Regions from separate parts of the Sus scrofa genome. Here region 2 is linked to region 1. The links are chromatin contacts, called in public Hi-C maps. All regions are on one chromosome and are shown on one strand. The core of a region is the stretch at or near the end of the contact, and the rest is flanking DNA. Distances in the headings are between cores, read along the strand shown.

Region 1 (5,853 bases), core at 1,148-3,647:
GAAGAAAGGCGAGGGGGCCAGTGGATGGAAATTTATGAATGAGAGACGCCAAGGGTAAGAGGATTCTGAGGCCAGGGACTTACACATCAAAGATGGAGGATGAGGAGCTTGGTCAAATCACAAGAGTGATCAGATATCATGAGTGCAGTGGGGGGATCCTGACTTAGCAGGACTCTTTGCTGACACTGGGCTGGTAGGTCAAATCTGGCTGAATCATGCCCACCTCTTATTTTATTTTATTGCTTTTTTTAGGGCTGCACCCGCGGCATATGGAGGTTCCCAGGCTAGGGGTTCAATCAGAGCTACAGCTGCCAGCCTCAGCCAAAGCCACAGCAGTGGCAGATCCAAGCCGTGTCTGTGACTCACACCACAGCTCATAGCAGTGCTGGATCCTTAACCCAGTGAGTGAGGCCATCGAACCTGCAACCTCATGGTTCCCAGTCGAATTCATTTCTGCTGCACTGTGACGGGAACTCCTCATGCCCACCTCTTGACCCTGGATGAGCAGACTCACTGAGTGGGGGATGGGCACTCTTGCACCAAAAAACCATATTAATATTATTATTATTATTATTTTAAAGTTCTCTTACCATAGTAATAAGGGCCAAGGTCAAGGGCTAGTTGAAATAGGGGCTCAGAGGAATCTAACTGAAGTCTGGAGAAGGAGAGAGCCTTTGTCAGGGGCATCCTACCCTGGCTTGCCACCCTTTCACCCTTTCCTTCAAGACTATTCTATACATGTTCTCTTACTTTTTGTTTTTGATAACTCCTTGCCACCAACAAAATGATTTTTCCAAGTATCTCTTAGTCTTTCTGTACACTTGGCTGGAATGTAAGTGCTTCGAAGACAGAAAATCTGTTTTCTCGTCTCTGTATCCCCCATGGCTTGACATTTATTTATTAGCTTCTCTATTAAAAAAAAAAAAAAAAAGGGAGTTCCCGTCGTGGCGCAGTGGTCAACGAATCCGACTAGGAACCATGAGGTTGCGGGTTCGGTCCCTGCCCTTGCTCAGTGGGTTAACGATCCGGCGTTGCCGTGAGCTGTGGTGTAGGTTGCAGACGCGGCTCGGGCTCGGATCCAGCGTTGCTGTGGCTCTGGCGTAGGCCGGTGGCTACAGCTCTGACTAGACCCCTAGCCTGGGAACCTCCATATGCCGCGGGAGCGGCCCAAGAAATAGCAACAACAACAACAACAACAACAAAAAGACAAAAAAAAAAAAAAAAAAAAAAAAAAAAGTTGGTGTTCCTGTCATGATGCAGCAGAAACAAATCCGACTAGGAACCATGAGGTTTCAGGTTTGACCCCTGGCTTCGCTCACTGGGTTAAGAATCTAATAATGCTATGAGCTATGGTGTAGATCACAGATGCAGCTCGGATCTGGCATTGCTGTGGCTGTGGCTGTGGCCAGCAGCTATAGCTCCTATTCAACCCCTAGCCTGGGAACATCCATATGCAGCAGGTGCGGCCCTAAAAAGCAAAAAAAAAAAAAAAAAAAGTGTTGAATAAATGAATGACAGTCATGACCACTTTTTGAGGATTTGCCTTTGCCAGGCACAGTGCTGCATGTTTATACCAGATGGAGCACTTTGAAAATAAGCTGCCTTGGTCATCATCTGCTTCAAATATATGGCGGAGCTAGTGGATAGTTAAAACACTGAGAAAACAGGCTGCTGGGAGAAGAATCAGAGCAGCTCTTGGTGACCCAGGTGCCAGGAACTAGTGACTGAGGGGCAGTCCCTTCCAGCTGCATACAGCTGAGAAGTCAGCACTGGCAGTTTTCTGCCCGGTGCTGTCTCTCTCTCCAGAGACCAAGCTAGAGTGCAGCTCTGATTGGCTGAGCCTAGGTCACATGCCCACCTCTTGATCCCCTTCATAGGTAGGGCCTTTGATCGACAGACTCACCAAGTGGTGGGTGAAGTGGGTGAGGTCGGGGCAGGGGGTGGGGGTGGGGGACATTGTTCCACCAAAAAAAAAAAAAAATTTCTGTTGGCTTAAGGAAGTGAGTACTGAGCAGGCCAAAGTGACAGGCCATTCTTTGCAACTATTGGTTCCTTTAATCCGCCCTTCAAATCAATTCAATTGATCATTATTATCCCTGTTGTTTTCAATGACCGTGTTGAAGCATTTGCCATGAGTATAATCATTCTTAGCTCCTAAATGTTAAAGTCTGAGTAGAAGAAAATAAAGATTGGGTAGAATGTTTTCTCAATCTGCTTTCAACAATTAGTATTTCCTATGTCATCTTTATTAGCAGCCGTTAGCTACCACAACTTTTTCCTTCTTCAATTTAGAATTTCTGGGGATTTTCCTACTGTGCCCTCTGATCGGCTTTGGCTCTGTTTTACGTTTGATTCTAGCAGAATCCAAAGCAGGAAGCAAAATGGACACAGCCAGAGTGCTGTTGCAATGTAAATATAAGGGAACAAGGTTCCTTGGTAAAGTCCAGGACTGGTACGTTGGCACACAATATAGTGTTGGTTTTGTTGAAGGACAACAGGTCTGTAGGTGCCCTAAGCCTTGACTTTTAGAAAGTACGAAAGGAGTGAGCAATGCCTCATCTTACACAGTCTTGCAAAAGAAGGGTGTTATACACAAAGAACAGAGGTCTTTTGTCAACAGTTTTGAAACTGTAAATCTCTCTCCTTAGCTGACATCAGTACAGCTGTTGTCAGGTGTATAGAAACTGACATTTTAGATACAGACTGAGTTTCACTCTGAAGCCTAGGCCTCTTCTGACTCCTGCCTGGCTCCTGACCGCTTTTCAGCCAGTGTCCCCTGCAGTATGTAGTCCTCAGTTTGCTCAAGTGTGATGTTACAGCAGCGCAAGGAAGCCTTGAAACACAAGCCCACAATCTCTGTCCAGATGCAGTATATGGAAATATGCAAATGCCCTTTTATAGCCTGGCCTTATGTGTTAATATAAAGACTTAGCTGAGTTTCAGTGGTCATTTCTGGAGGGACGTATAGGCTGAGGTCTCCAGTATGTTGCAAGAACAGCATATCATGATCTCCTGGGTGTAAGAGACAATTGATGTGGCCCTTCCCTCTCTCCTGGTGGGAAGCAGTGCGGGCGTTCAGTCCTGGTTACTGTTGGACGTGAGCTTGACACAGCCCTCAGAGGGAGGTGGGAGCTGGAGGGTGGGGCCAAAAAATTAAGAGGCTCTCCTTTAAGGAGGGGACCGCCTCCATTCTCTTTCCCGTCACAGGCAGAACTTGTTTCTAGCTTTGACCCTGTGTCAGTCTTGAGCAAGCGCCTTTCTCAGCTTGGAGGTTGGGGATTTGGGGCGGGGATTCCTGTGCGGGACCCAGGCTCTCCTGGGACAGTTATGATGATTATTCCCACAGCCATGTCACCTTTGCCATGCCCTGGTCTCCCACGGTTCTCTAGAACTTCTTCCAGCAGCCGTTTCTGGCTCCAGATTCTTAGCCACTCACTTTAACTCAGTGTCTCTTAGCTGATACTCCCGTTCACACAGAGTCCAGGTTGTCTTTTGTGCTCAGGCCTATAATTCTTTGAAAATGCTTGTTTTTCTCTGCCTTCTCCCTGCTGCCTCCTCCCCTCTTCAGCCAGGAATGGATAAAGGAGTTAAAGTCAAGTGATACCACGGAGTGATTAGTAGGTATAAAACTAACCATATGTAAACTCTGATCACTATGACCTTGGAAGAATATTAAGAAAAAATTTAAGAAGGGGAGTTCCCATCATGGTGCAGTCGGAAACGAATCCGACCAGGAACCATGAGGTTGCAGGTTCGATCCCTGGCCTCGCTCAGTGGGTTAAGGATCCGGCATTGCCGTGAGCTGTGGTGTAGGTCACAGATGCAACTCAGATCTGGCATTGCTGTGGCTGTGGCATGGGCTGGCAACAACAGCTCTGATTAGACCCCTAGCCTGGGAACCTCCATATGCCACGGGTGCGGCCCTAAAAAGACAAGACAAAAAAAAAAAATTTAAGAAGGTATCACAATCACACAGCCATATCCTGTTTACAACTGGAAAAAAGTGTTTCTTAATATTCATAACCAATTTTAAAATAATTTTGAGAGTAATCTTTTGGTTAAAATCGTTACATATATTATTTTAAACTCACAGTTCCCATCGTGGCTCAGTGGTTAACGAATCCGGCTGGGAACCATGAGGTTGCGGGTGTGATCCCTGGCCTTGCTCAGTGGGTTAAGGATCCGGCATTGCCATGAGCTGTGGTGTAGGTTGCAGACGCAGCTCAGATCCCATGTTGCTGTGGCTCTGGCGTAGGCTGGTGGCTACAGCTCCATTTCGACCTAGCCTGGGAACCTCCATATGCCACAGGAGGGGCCCTAGAAAAGGCAAAAAGACAAAAAAAAAAAAAAAATTAATAAAGTCAACATAAAATTTTTAAAGCTCTAACGTTTTACCTGGCTTTTTTCTGAAAAGATGTCCTTCACTTTCTTCTCTGTCCCAGTAATGACATTTGACCCAATAAAAGGCCTACCTCTTTCCTCTCTCCTTTCACCCAAGGAAGGCCTGTGTATCAGGGTCTATATTCTCTCTCTCTCTCTCTTTTTTTTTTTTTTTTTTTTTTCCGGTCTTTTTAGGGCTGCACCCGTGGCATAGGGAAGTTCCCAGGCTATACATCCAATCAGAGCTGTAGCTGCCAGCCTACGCTTCAGCCACAGCAGCAGTGTGGGATCCAAGCCACCTCTGCAACCTACACCACAGCTCATGGCAATGCTAGATCCTCAACCCACCGAGCAAGGCCAGGGATCAAACTTGTATCCTCGTGGATACTAGTTGGGTTGTTACTGCTGAGCCACAACAATAACTCCATCAGGGTCTGTATTCTTTCCATTTCATTTTAGCTACTCCTTCAGCTATGGCCCAGGTTTTAGTCTGCCTGGAAATGACAAAAGCCACCAGCCAACACAGGGGCATAGGTATTGGTTTGGCCACTGGCAAAACCACTCCTGTCTGTTGCTGTGGAAGTAAATCAGAACATAATGTACTTCCTCATCAAAATAAAGGAAATAGGATGGGGCAGATAGTGGGTTGGCAGGGATGGTGGTGGTGGTGGTGAGGGGGGACCAGACTGGATAGCAGTAACAACTCTTGACTGCTTAGCTGTGGGAAGCTCAGGATAAGAGTTCTCTTCTAGGATAAATGGCTCTCAAAGTGCTACACTTAACAGGGATGAACTTGCTGGTAGGTTAGCTGATGTGTTCCTGTGCTATACCAGCCTCTGGACCAATGGAAATAGGATGTGACCCACAAATGCCATCTATTTGTTCAGTGTAATTTAAAATTTTCTTTTCTTAGAGTTCCCGTCATGGCTTGGTGGGTTAAGAACCTGACATAGTGTCCGTGAAGATGAGAGTTCAATTCCTGGCCTTGCTTAGTGGGTTAAGGATCTGGTGTTGCCCCAAGCTGCAGTGTAGGTCACAGATGTGGCTTGGATCTAGTGTGGCTGTGGCATAGGCCAGCAGCTGCAGCTCCAGTTCAACCCCTAGCCCAGGAACATCCATATGCTACAGGTACAGCCATAATAAAATAAAATAAATTTTTCTTTTCTTTTTTTTTTTGGTTTAACCTAATTAATCTTTCAGCAAGTTTAATATTAGTCTTATAATGAAAAAAAATCTTTAAATTACACCAGTCTTTGGCCAATACATTTTATAGTTATTTTGAAACTAATATACACTATTGGTTTTGACAAATAATTAAGGGATCTGATGCTAACTATGTAAACATTGAATACTATGCCCCCTTCTCACTGCATTACCATCTTAAGAAGTCAATATTCACTACTTTATAAGATACTACCTTTTTTTTTTTTTTTTTCATTTTTGGCCATGCCTGCAGCATACAAAAGTTCCTGG
Region 2 (6,598 bases), core at 1,502-4,001, 95 kb before region 1:
AGATATTATGGAATTTTCACCCGTTCTAAAGAACTTCATCACCATGTCAGTGCCTGCCTCTCATCCATCAATGCTTATAGATCACACTTGATGCTGGGACCAGTTGCTCCAGAGCTCACAGTCCTGGCATTGCTGCTCACATGTCCTCAAGAATCAGTTCACTCTTTCTGTAAGTTAGGAAAATGGGTCTGTCTTCTAACTCAGCAGAGTGTGGTGTGTCTCACATGTCAAAAGAAAGCTTAAAAACAATAATAAACACCAGTTTCCATTTCCTGTTCACATCTACACACACACACACACACACACACCCCTCTCATCAAGCATCAAAAATAAATTCTGCAGTCCTTCTCACTGGAGTAGTGGTATCTAGTATGTTCCTAACAAGATTATTTTTCCCCTTATTTTAAGGTGCTTTTTTAAAACTTTTTTTTTTTTTTTTAGTGCCTCACCCACAGCATATCAAAGTTCCCAGGCCAGGGGTCAAATTGGAGCTGTAGCTGCCAGCCTACATCCCAGCCACAGCAATGCCAGATCCGAGCTGCATCTGTGACCTACACCACAGCTCATGACAACCCCTGATCCTTAACCCACTGAGTAAGGCCAGGGATCGAACCCTTATCCTCATGAACACTAGTCGGATTCATTTCCGCTGAGCCATGACTGGAATTCCTAATCATAATTTTTTATCATAAAATTTTATGATAAAAATTTTTATCACTAATTTTTATCAGAGATTATTAAACAAGAAAGTATTTTACAGGAAAGCATTTTTCATTTTTTATTTTTCAGATAAAGAAAGCTGCCTGAATTCAAATGAAAACAGGACTAGATTTAAAAGGAGGGAAAAAAAGCAGAAGACAATCATAACAGCAATATGACTTACAATAGGTGGCAAGAGCTTTGGGGCAAAACTAAATGTTGAACAGTGGATAATTAGGAATATGTAAATTTTTTTCATTCTGCACTTTCAAAAAGCTTAAAACACTGACTCAAAGAGAGATTTAGTGGGTCCAAGTCTGCACTTCTCTTTTCTTCATTTTTAAGGCCTACAAATAATTAAAAATTAATTAGCGATAACGAGAAAAATGTTTTGTCTAGTATCAAAAAATCATAATGGAAAGTATCTGGCAAGAATTTCTTTTTCTTCTTTTATTCCTCTTCTTCTCATTAAAAGCAGTAATGATATTAAAGAGAATGGCTTTTGAACACATATCATGTGCTTAGAAGCTTTACATGATGTTATTTAAGCTACGCAACATCCCTAAAAGGTAGGAATTATTCCTGTTTCACCGATAGAAAATTGAGGCCAGAGACATTAACTAACATAAGGTTGCAAACCTAGTACGTGACAGAATCAGGAAAGACACTGCATGTTTGAGCTTGAAGCCCATGCAAACTCTTGATAATGTTTTAATGATTATAGAATTAAAACATGGAGTTCTCTGGTGGCTCAGCAGGTGAAAGATCCAGTGTGGCTTGTTGCTCCCCTGGCCCAGGAACTTCTGAAAGACATGGCTAAAACAACAACAACAAAACAATAGAGTTAAAACATGAGAAACACCCAGCTGTTTGTTAATCTCATTAACTCTGAGTGAGACCACTATTTTGGTTAAATGATTTTCCTACTTCATGCAGAATGAGGCTCAGGTTATCCCACCTCTCCTCACCTGCTTCCCCATGTAAAACACAGACAATACCCATCTCAGGATTTGTTCCAATTACAGACAATAACAACTACCTGAAGCATCTCTAATGCAGCAGATGTCAACAAGCCACAATTATTTTTATTCTGTAAAGGAAGAAACTGAGAATTGAGGACATTTAGTTAGGAAATTATAGGTGTGGAGCTGGAGCTCAGGTCTGTCTGATTCCCAGCCAGAGTTCTTTATTGATTACATCATGAGGTAAGCAAGCGACTTTGGTAAGGAGGTTAGACCAAAAAAGACTGATTACTTTCTTCAAGCCCTGCATTGACATGTACATCCTTCATTGTTCGCTATTTAGCTATATTTATTACTTTCACTCTCTGGCAATTTGGGGCGTGGACATAATAATGGAAATGCCTCCACAGTCGTCTAATAACCTCCCTGCCTGTCCCCAGGATCGAGCTGTGTGGGTAGAAGAAAGGGCACTCAGGACTTCGACCTCAACCAGCATGATTAGCTCCGAACCGACGCCCCGCCCAGATGTTGATGTTTTCCTCCTTCGGTCCCGCCCCCGACCACGCGGGACTCCAGCCACGCCCCCCAGCTGGAGTTTCAGGGGCGGACTCGCCGAGTGGCTCAGCCTACCCACAGGGATTCCCTCTCTAGCCAATCGCGTCCCAGCTACGGGACTGCCCCTAACAAAGATGGCGGGGAAGGCTTCACTGAGGGCAGACTGATTTAACGCCTGAACCCACCACGGACAGCAAAGACAGTGGTAGCGGCGCAGCCCGGACCATGGAGGAGGGCAGCAGCGCTGGCAGCGGCGGCAGCGACGGCAGCACTAGCGGGAGTGGCGGAGCGCAGCAAAGGGAGCTGGAGCGCATGGCTGAGGTCCTTGTCACCGGGGAGCAGCTACGGTAAGACGAAGGACTGTGCCGGGGGGCTCGCCGTGGCACTGCTCGCCAGTGTCTGCAGAAGTCCCGCGCGCACGCGCGCCGTGGCTAGTGACTGGCAACTCGCTTGGGGCTCCGGGACGCCTAAGGGCGCGTGGACCCTCGGCGCCGCCCCCGGCTTAGCTGCTGCAGCCCAGCGCCCTTTGGACTCTGGACTGGAGCGGAGCTCCCGAGACGGATGCATGCGAGCGCATGGTGCTAGCTGCGTCCTCGCCCAGTGGCTGCAGCCCTGCGTCCAGCAGACGCGCTGCTTCCGACCGCGCGCGTCCCCTCTACCGGGGCACCCGGCGCTGCCAGGCCTCCTGGCTGACAGCCCTCTCCTAGTCCGTCCACAGAGCGAATGGGGCCGGCGGGGAGCCTCCAGCCGGCTTCAACCCCAGCCTCTTACTTCTAGATTAAAAGGAGCCAGCCCAAAGGTCGCCTTCACTTAAGGTTCTCTTTTTGCTTGCAAGTCTTGCTTCAGTCCCCTGAGCCTCAGTGTTTTCATCTGTAAAATGGGATTGATCACAGCAGCTTCCTTGTAAGGTTGTTGTAAGGACTAAACTGAGAACATTTCTCTAACAGGGTACCTGTCGCTTAATTAGTAGATTCTTGTCAATGGTCGTTTGGGTCCGCAAGGGGGCGTGGAGGTACCCTGACCCGCTGCCCTGCTGCAGTGCCAACTCCCCCGCGCGTACATTTTGGGTGGCAGAGCCCATCAGGCCCCCGGCTGCTTCGAGAATCGGTACTTGACAAGTCTCAAGATGCTCGGGACAGGCAGTGACCCCCAGATTCAGATCCCCGCATCACTCCTATGCAATCTTGGTCCTTCTCTGTTCACATATGAGAATCGTACTTATGGTCTGACCGGTTCCGCAGCTGCCTGTCTTGTGGTCATAAATCAGTTTGCCAGGGGAAAAAAAAAACCCTTGTCTCTCCAGCCTTTGAGCTACAACTTGCATGCCGGCCCCTGGCCCCATCACAAGGGCGTGAGTTCCTGTTTCTTCTACTTTTTGGTCTGAATCTCCAGGCTCAATTTGCTTTCTAAAATGCTGTGTTTCGGGACCAAAAGGAGAGGGAATCTTGCAAAGATCCCTAAAGGTTTAATAATCACCCTGCTTGCTGCCCTTAGATCGAAAAAGTAAATATTGGAGGTCTGAAGTGAGTGTAATCTTATAAAAGGCAAACTGCACATTTCTATTCCTTGATGATTTTTTAATGTATAGTCAACATTCAAGGGAATAAAAGCTTGTTTTCCATCAAGATATTTCCTAACTGAAAAAAAGTCAAAATAAAGCTTTTCTGATTCAGTTTGAAACACTTTAATAATTTAGTTACTCCTCAATCGGGTCCTTTTCACTTCCTTCAAAATAATAACTTGCATGGTGCCTCTCTTTGTGCAGAAAGCACTTCCTCCTTGGAAATGCTTAAATGCCCTTTCCTTGTGTGACTCCTGAGCCCTGGCTAGTCCCCTCTTCCCTGGCACCCCTCCCCTCTGCACTGCAGTAGGTTTGAGGGCCAGGCTTAGTGTGTCTGTGAGAAGGTAGAGGACTCTCTCAAGATTTATAGACCTGGGTGTGAATTTCTGCTCAGCTACTTTGTTGCCAAAAATCAATCTTGTTTTGAGAAGGGCTTTAAAGCCTGAGCAAATCTGTGTTTGCTACTTACAAGACTGGGACCTAAGACATATTACTTAACTGAGAACGATGGAAGAACCTACCTGGTGTTGTAAGGAGGATTAATTTGATGGGTGCTTAGAACAGAACCTGGTATGTAGTAAGTGTCAGTCATGTCAGCCTTAGCTATTATAGTTCTGTAATAGCTAAGTTAATTCTCTTCTCTGTGCCTGTTTCCTCACCTGCAAAAAGGCAATGACGATAAGCACTTCATGGTGGTGTTGTAAGAATTCTCCCTAGGGCTTCAAGTATTAATGAGCTTTCAACAAATGGTTGCTGGAGTTAATGAATATCATTGGCCCCTGTGTTTCATCACACATGACTTCCAGCTGAGCAGGATCTAGCAGGAAAGATTGGTGGTTCAGGCACAAGGCACAGAACCAGGCTGCCAGGGTTCTTATTCTGTCTCCACCATTTACTAGTCCTGTGACTTGAGGACAATTTACAACTTCTCCGTGCCTCTGGTCCACTTCTCTTGCAGGAATTTTGTGAGAATTAAACGAGGAGATGCTACATATAAGAGGCTTCGTAAATGTTAATTATTTAGGAAATTCCCGTTGTGGTTCAGTGGTAACAAGCCCAACTAGTATCTATGAGGATGCGGATACGGATGCGGATTGGATCCCTGGCCTTGCTCAGTGGGTTAAGGATCTGGCGTTGCCCTGAGCTGTGGTGTAGGTCAAAGATGTGCCTTGGATTTCCGGACCCCCCCCCCATTGCTGTGGCTGTGGTGTAAGCCTGCAGCTGCAGCTCCGATTCAACCCCTAGCCTGGGAACGTCCATATGTCCTGTGTGGCCCTAAAAAGCAAAAAAAAAAAAAAAGAGTTAGTCATTTACTTTTACTTTGGAAAAGTGTCATCATTGCTTTTTAAAAATCTCATCCATCCTAGGTTGAGTACATATATTTGAATGACTAGTATAGGTAATATGCTATTGTAAATACAGATAGTGTAATAATTAGAATTTAGGGATTTAAGTGGTCGTGTATGCCACTGGCTGCCTGATTACTGGAGGAACCTCTTATAAACAGTGAGGATAAAGTCCTTATTGTTACTGTCACATGTTTTTGCATCCCTCACTGCTCTCTCACAGGCTGATTGTGGGGCATTTATGTTGTCCAGGCCTCCTGCCTCTGTGTTGTGTGTACGCACACACACACACAGACACACACACACACACACACAATTCCTCTCTGCCTGCTCTTTCTTTTCCATTACTTTCTGGTCATCAAAGATGAGGCAAAGAGAAACTAGGATTAGGATTTGAAGTGCTAAATTTGGCTTTCAAGACCAGTTCTGTGAATTTTTTTTATTTAATATTTATTTATGCATATATGGATATATGTGTTTATTTTTAACTGTTTGCTTGGGCGAGTCAGCCACTCTGGGCCTCAGTGCCACACCTACAGAATGGGAATAATATTTTCCCATGTAAGATTTGTGGTGTTGGATCAAATGGGGTATAGTGTGGGAAGGGACTTTGTTAAAATAAATCAATAAATCAGGAGTAGTTGTTAAGATCATTATAATCTCCGGATGTGAAATTGGGTGCTGGCTCCATAATCCTCATACTTTGGTAAGAGCAGCTGGTTGCATAAGGATATGAAATTGAGTAACGGACTGAAAAACACCTCCTGACTGCAGGATCTTTTTCCTAATCTTTTTTGTGTTTCTCTTGTCATGAAAGATTTTACTTCCTTGCCCAGTGTATTTGCATGTTTTTGCTTCTTAAAAATGCCTTCGAATACCACTTCACAGCTTCAGGATGGCTATAATCAAAGACAGATAATAACAAGTGTTGGCAAGGATGTGGAAAAATTGGGACCTTTACACACTGCTATTGGAAAGGTAAAATGATGCAGCCACTTTGTAAATCAGCCTGGCATTTCCTTGAAGATTAAACATACAATTACCATATGACCCAGCAGTTTTACTCCTAGGTATATACTTAAGAGAAATGAAAATGTATGTCCACGTTAAAATTTGTACACAGATTTTCACAGCAGCGTCTTTCACAATAGCCAAACACAGAAACAACTCAAATGTCCATCAGCTGATGAAAGGATAAGTAATATGTGATGTATCCACACAAGGCAAGGCAGTGTTATTCAGGAATAAGGTGCGGACATATGCTACAACACGGATGAACTTTAACAAACATTATGCGAAGTGAACCAAGACAGTCACAAAAGGCCACATATTGTAAGGCTCCACTTATAGGAAATATCCAGAACAGGCAAATCAATGGAGACAGAAAGTGCTTGCCAGCTGCAGTGGGGAAGGGGAGTGGAGAGTGATTGCTGATGGTTAAAGAGTTTCTTTTTGGGATGATGAAAAAGGCTCTG

What was found. Hi-C and Micro-C count contacts between places; a contact is called where the count stands out from the background.
Region 2: a Hi-C map of liver shows a contact between it and region 1, with 1.6 times the contacts expected there. The contact joins two enhancer-like sites. A contact is called at or near these places in 1 of 5 promoter capture datasets (liver), 5 of 47 Hi-C or Micro-C datasets (liver, retroperitoneal adipose tissue and skeletal muscle) and 2 of 2 datasets of contacts at active chromatin or transcription factors (alveolar macrophages and skeletal muscle).

The regions. Positions count from the first base shown.
Region 1 is chr4:19,048,120-19,053,972 of Sscrofa11.1, reverse strand. All of the region lies in intron 7 of DEPTOR (DEP domain-containing mTOR-interacting protein), which reads left to right. Among named protein-coding and RNA genes, the nearest start is that of DSCC1, 110 kb to the left of the region's middle. Within about 2 kb of position 2,397, at least 17 of the 83 cell types and tissues checked have an H3K27ac peak or open chromatin away from gene starts, as enhancers often do. A contact at or near this core is called in alveolar macrophages, liver and retroperitoneal adipose tissue, where this site is marked.
Region 2 is chr4:19,142,399-19,148,996 of Sscrofa11.1, reverse strand. DEPTOR (DEP domain-containing mTOR-interacting protein) reads left to right here. Exons shown (of 12, transcript XM_021090558.1): 4 at 2,102-2,563. The coding sequence starts at 2,442. Among named protein-coding and RNA genes, the nearest start is that of DSCC1, 15 kb to the left of the region's middle. Within about 2 kb of position 2,751, at least 70 of the 83 cell types and tissues checked have an H3K27ac peak or open chromatin away from gene starts, as enhancers often do. A contact at or near this core is called in alveolar macrophages, liver and retroperitoneal adipose tissue, where this site is marked.